Regions from separate parts of the Danio rerio genome. Here region 1 is linked to region 2. A link is a contact called in public Micro-C data. All regions are on one chromosome and are shown on one strand. The core of a region is the stretch at or near the end of the contact, and the rest is flanking DNA. Distances in the headings are between cores, read along the strand shown. Region 1 holds the start of eci1 (enoyl-CoA delta isomerase 1). Region 2 holds the start of usp7 (ubiquitin specific peptidase 7 (herpes virus-associated)).

Region 1 (3,226 bases), core at 11-2,510, 160 kb after region 2:
AAACAAACAAGAGAGAGCACACAAAAGACTAGCTGAGAGCTTTTTTTGTGTATTGTCATTTTTGATAACTGTGTGACTCCATGGTCAAAATATGATTGTATGATGTATTTGACGAAATCCCACATCACATATGATGTATATTTTCTCAAATTCATGTTGTCTGTTTTCATAAATGGATGCTATCATTAGTGAAGTCTGTAGCTATTGCATGGTGGTAGAAATGTTATTTGGGGGGTTTCATTTTGGATGTAATGGACACTGCAGTAAGCAGTAATGTGAGATTTAGTCAGTTTTTTTTCTTATTCGTTTGCTTAAAAAATATTCTATCGCTTCTGAAGTGTCAAACCTTTTCATCTTGTATTTTTAATAAAGTTTGGCCTGTCCTTATTGGTATATTTGGTTTTAAATGTTTTAGGGCGAAAGGGAGTAGCTACTGGGGTTAAAGCCATAAAAAAAAGCTTCAAAAGAGCTATAGTGCTCAGCATATAAGTACTCCCTCACAAATCTCTCTTCTAAATTCATATTTTAATTGGAAGCTATACAATATTATACTTGTGCAAAGACATTAGTCAGTACTGCAGCCAAATTTGGAGCTTATCTAACAAAATAAATAATGATAACAGTCCAAAAACCAGTTCACCCAAAATTATTTATTAATCCATTTTCTTTTCAGCTTAGTCGCTTTATTAATCAGTGGTACCACAGCAGAATGAATCGCCAACTTATCTAACATATGTTTTATGCAGAGCCCTTCCAGCTGCAACCCAACTCTGGGAAACATATACTAAACATACACTCTCATTCACAATCGTACACTACGGACAATTAAGGTTACCCAATTCACCTATACTGCAAGTCTTTGGACTGTGGGGATACGTGCAGGATAAGTTGGCGGTACATCACGCTGTGGTGACCCCGGAAAAATAGGGGGGACTAAGCCGGAAATAAAATAAATGAATTACCACCTTTCACGACGAAAATGCCCAATCATAATAAACTGCCTCACATACGTATTTGCTTATTGGCTGTCTCGTTGATTGACATACTCACCAGCCACACGATGTTACTGTTTCTACGTCACTGTGTTGCCATGTCCTCTTTAAATAGTGTTTTTATCACTTTAAGCCAAGCATTTCTCATCTTTTATTCATAAATATTGCTTAGATTATTTGTAATAAAGATTCCAGATGTAAATATTATCTCATTTTGTTGAAAGACTCATTTTAAAAAACAATTTGATGGTACAGATAAGCGATTTTTCTTTTAAGATCTGGCAACACGCGCACACAGACGCAGAACGAAAGTTTGCATTTAGCAACAGCGATATATCTGCAGCTTTCGAAATGTCGGTTTTAAGGGGCTGCACCAAGTTCACCCATCCTGGTAGGTGTTTTTCGTCCGTTATTAAACTTTAGCTGGATTGTATTGTGCAGCGACAATGTTCTGACTTAAGTGCATGTTCTGACTTAAGTGCATGCTGTAATGCATTGAGAAATTGGGACAAAGGTCAGAGCAGCACAAAGCAGTTGTCAACCTCCTGTAATGTTTATGAAAGATAGGATGTAGAAAAGAAACACAGTCGACACATGACACAAAAATTATGTTGTGTGTTTTCTTTCATCTTTGTGTTTTGTGTTAAAGCCACGTCCTCTTCTTAGGGCACAGCTTTAGTATTAGAGTAACATTCCATGTTTACAGATGAGTACAAAGTCAAATAAATCAGGACCTTTAGTTTTGCATTTAAAATGTAAGCTTTCTCTTGCAGGATTTCTATCACTGCTCTCTGGAAACAGCAGTCATGGTAGAAGTTGTGCTCTTCGGTATCTTGTGTCAAAAAACGATTATTCAACATCTTCCAAGATTAAAGTGGACCTGGACAGTAGTAACGGTAAGATTAAAGGGGTAACAACCAAAACTGAACATTCTGTCATCATTTACTCGTCTTTCTCTTGTTAAAAACCTGTTTGACAATTCTTTTTACTGTTAAATACAAAATATGATATTTTAAATAAAGCTGGAAACCAAAGTATTTGATTGCCCAACTATGGATGTTAATGGTTCCAGGATTTTAGCTGTGTTCAAAATATCTTCTGTTGCGTTCGACAGAAAATAAAATAAACTAATAAAGTGGTTTGGAACCTCTTGAGACTTAGTAAAGACAGTACATTTTTTGGTAAACTGTGCATTTAAAGAGCCCCTATTATGCATTATAAAAGGTCATATTTTGGTTTTGGGAGTCTCCAACAACAGGCTGATATGCATGCAAGGTCAAAAAAACACTTTCTTATAATATTTATTTATTTTTATCTAATTATCCCAACGACTCCCAAATGATTTGTTCCCAAACCTTTCCTTAACATGATGCTAATCTGTGGTCATTTGTTCGATGACCCAGTCTGTTGTGATGGGTTGACTGTGTTCAGTGCAAGACGGAATAGAGTAAGTGTGTAAGCCCAATGCAATAATAAAAAAAAAAACACCAGCATATTACTCTACTCTTATTCACAATGCCAAGTAATAATGACACACATTCAGTATTAATCCACACAGTGGCAAAAGTTGAACTACTTTGAAAAATTACCGCATCAGCGCATCTCATGTGTGTAAGAAAAGCTGATGATGGCTAAAGCAATGACAAATAGCAGGGAATCGAGCACAGAAACGCATTTAAATCAGTAAAGGAAGAAGCATGGCATATTTTCAATGTGGTTTTGGAGGCAACATGTGAATAGCTCCAATAAACCTGGAGAGATGCATTACAAGCAGCATGGAGCGATTACAAGTTACAACACAATTAAATACATATTTTGCAAACTACAGAAAACAAGGGGGCAACCATTTAAATCACACTTCAGGGCTCAACAATAAGGACTGCCCGAGGGCCCTGGGCCAGCATGCGAGGCACTCGGGACAGTAGACAGGATTGTCACTGGCCCGATCTGTGCTGCCTTGTCACAAAAGTTAAATTTGCTTGTGACTATTTGTCAATTGTGTATGAATACAGTCTTAGAATCAAGAAACCGTTTTGGTTCCTCTTATCTGATTGGATGTTGTGAGCATTTTGTTTTTTTGTAACTTGGAAAAAACCAGTACAGCGAAGTGACGTCAACATCAAATTATGAGGCTAAAAGGAAGTCTTGGAAGCAGACATTCACGTGGGTACAACGCAACGGTTTGCTCATATACATTTATTAACATTTTTTTAAATTCTAATTCAAAACATTTT
Region 2 (3,132 bases), core at 528-3,027:
TATATGTTTTTTTTTATATAAAAATACCTATTTATATATACAGATGTCAGTAGATGTAATATCTGTTAATTCTGTAATCATTTTGCATCAATGTGGAAAGCAGAATATATATGCGAACACTGATCACATTAGAGCTCCATGGTGTGAAACAGATTACAAGCTTTGATTATGAAAATTTAATATGAAATTTTGCACCTAGGTGGCGCACAATCGCCTTACGGCAAGACAGTTGCTGGTTCCAGCCCCAGCTGGGTCAGTTGGTGTTTCTATGTGGAGTTTGCATGTTCTCCCTGTATTTGCATGGATTTCCTCCGGGTGCTCTGGTTTCCCCCACAGTCCAAAGACATGCACTATTGGGTAAGCTAAAATTGGTCGTAGCGTATGTGAGTGTGTGCAAGAGTGTGTGGAGTGTTTCCCAATGTTGGGTTGCGGCTGGAAGGGCATCCGCTACATAAAAAACTTGCTGGATAAGTGGTTGGTTCATTCCGCTGTGGCTACCCCTGACTAATAAAGTGACTAAGTCGAAAAGAAAATGAATGAATGAATGTATGAATATAGCATTTTCTATATGACCTGCACTGTGCATAAATAAGTCTAAGAATTGTGCTGAGATTGTGCACTTAATGCGGTTTTGGCTTATAATAAATTAAAGGTTCTGGCTATTTTATTGACCATATCAATGTCATAATGAACCACACTGTTTTTTAAATGAATGTTACAGTATTCAACAAAATAGCAGAGAACATTAATTCTGTTTTTAAAGCTTGAATGATAATATGTAGACAGGACCCAGCTGTTGGCCTTCCTTGCTAATATTTTTGACTGATTAGTTCCACCTCCCAAACCCCCTCACACACACCTCCCATGACTTGACATTGTTGTAGACCTGTCAGTCTCAGTGTAGCACAAAAGACATAACTGGACATACTGTCAACATAATGGTGCTAACAAATAAAATTATATTAAAAAAATAAAATATATAGGCAATTAGAGCCATAAGAATGATGAACGAATTGATGCGGTTTCCAAATTATTGTAAGCTTTATCTAATGGTGAAAAATCAATTCATCTTGTGATGGTGATGCATTTTGCATAATAATACACACACAGCTGTAAGCCATTGTGTTAAAATTATTATTTTTTACAATTATGTTACATGCAAAAAACAAAAATTGTTAATTAATTTTGGCCTTTAAAAACAGATAAAAATGTTTTCTAAATGACCTATTGGTCTTTTGATAAAAGTAGCTGTATCCTGTATCAGGTTTAAATACATGTTTTATTTTATTTTAATAAATACTTTTTTCCTTTGAAATTTAGATATTCGTTCCTTTTACGTTTAATACAGGTCCATATGTTCTATTATTTATCCTAAAACTCTGTAGAAATAAATTCAATACTAGTAATTCACATCAAGATTGAATTCAATTTATAATTATTGTTAATATATTACTCATTTGAATTAAAATTATGGGATATGCACAGTTCTTATCTCAAGGCCATTTATTAAACGATTGTTTCTAAATAATTGCAAAAATAATATATTTATAAAAACAAATTTCAACCCACGTGCTACATAATCTGTAGAGATGCTGCTAAGCTGGCAGCAAAACAAAAAAAATAACAACAACAACAATAAAAAAAAAGATTAAAACCGCTAAGTTTCAATAAAGTCTAGTGTGAGGAAGAATTTGTGTTTATGGCGCTGGCGGTGTGCGCCACTGTTTGGATCTCCATGCGGATGTGACATTTCAGAGAAGAGCGCGACCGCCATTTTGAGTTTTACCTCAAACTGAACATCATAAACCACGGGAGCGGGTGAGAGAGGCTCTGGCCGTGACCGGGCAAAATTATCTTTTCTGCGTTCAACAGCCGTTTGGGATGCAGGTTAAGGGTGCAATTAAGCGTTAGGTGTTCAGGCTAGTTTCTCTTGTGACAACGGCGAGGCGAAACGCGGGCATCTTTGTGAGTTTGAACTTCTAAATTAGTGCGATTTCACATTAGAGTCTGGTTTGAATGGATAGGCTTTTTCTCCGCTCCCCCCCAGAAGAGGGACAATCGGAGGAGCAAACGGACTGGAAATATTGCATGGGAAGTTGTATTTAATATAATCTCTCGGGGGCGCGTGAGTCGCGCTGTTTGTCGTTTCATCACTTTTGCTAGCTCCAGCTGGGCTATCAGTGTTTTCCCCGGCTGCAGGTTGTTGTGAGTTGTATTCGCCCCGCACTAGTAAGTACTGGGGAAAGCCGGGGTTTCATTCATCGGGCCTTCGCGAAGCAGAAGCCCGAGACCACCGACTACCCTTAACGTTAGCATCCCTTCACCCAGGCGCCGAGATTGGGCGAATAGCGAGCAAATACGTCCGCGTTTCTCTGCCTGCTCCCCCACCGGCCTCCCTTCCTCCATCCCCGGCGCTGACAGCAGACAAGGCCGAGGTCGTCTTAGTGCAGGCCCAGCCGCAAAGGCTCGACCTGTTTACCCCACCTCCGCGTCCTCTGACTCCCAACCAGCCTCTGCCCGCGGAACCGCCACCAGACCGGCCCGAGGGAGACAAAGAGCCCAGGCATCATCTCATCCTTTCAGCCGCCACCATGAACCACCATCACACCCAGCAGCAGCAGCAGAAAGCCGGCGAGCAGCAGCTCAGCGAGCCCGAGGACATGGAGATGGAGGGTACGTCAAGGCCTCGTGCCATAACAAAAGCTCACACGCTTGCATTTAACACCACAGCCAACATTATCACAACAAAGCCAGATTTTTACTGGAGTTAACTGTTTATTACCAAGCCTCTCTGTCGCATGTTTTGACCCCGATAGCTTGTTAGCCAGCAGCTAATCGTTGCCTCGCTGCATGAGTTTAGCCAGTCAGCAAAAAGTCCATCGTTTTCTTTATTTACATTCTCGTTTATATAATTCTAATACAGTCCTGCGTTGTCATTAAAATCCCATAGTGGGCGGGTTTCTAAAATAATATCTGCATATGTGTCTGTTACTAGAATAGGGGTTTGTTTTATTAGCGTTTGGCTAAACGCTGCATGCATTTAACGTGGCGCAGCCCCATCTTTAAGCTCTTGCCTCCCAAACTGTGTCAGGTTTTCATCTGATTATGTAAGGAGCCCCTCGGCTACACCTG

The links. Hi-C and Micro-C count contacts between places; a contact is called where the count stands out from the background.
Region 1: a Micro-C map of caudal fin shows a contact between it and region 2, with 4 times the contacts expected there. The contact joins the promoter of eci1 here to the promoter of usp7 in region 2. A contact is called at or near these places in 2 of 18 Hi-C or Micro-C datasets (caudal fin and hematopoietic stem cells) and 2 of 4 datasets of contacts at active chromatin or transcription factors (embryo and gastrula embryo).

What each region holds. Positions count from the first base shown.
Region 1 is chr3:26,511,537-26,514,762 of GRCz12tu, forward strand. eci1 (enoyl-CoA delta isomerase 1) reads left to right here and starts at 1,261. Exons shown (of 7, transcript NM_001305584.1): 1 at 1,261-1,383; 2 at 1,766-1,888. The coding sequence starts at 1,344.
Region 2 is chr3:26,346,446-26,349,577 of GRCz12tu, forward strand. It overlaps usp7 (ubiquitin specific peptidase 7 (herpes virus-associated)), which reads left to right and starts at 1,778. Exons shown (of 31, transcript XM_686123.10): 1 at 1,778-2,673. The coding sequence starts at 2,592.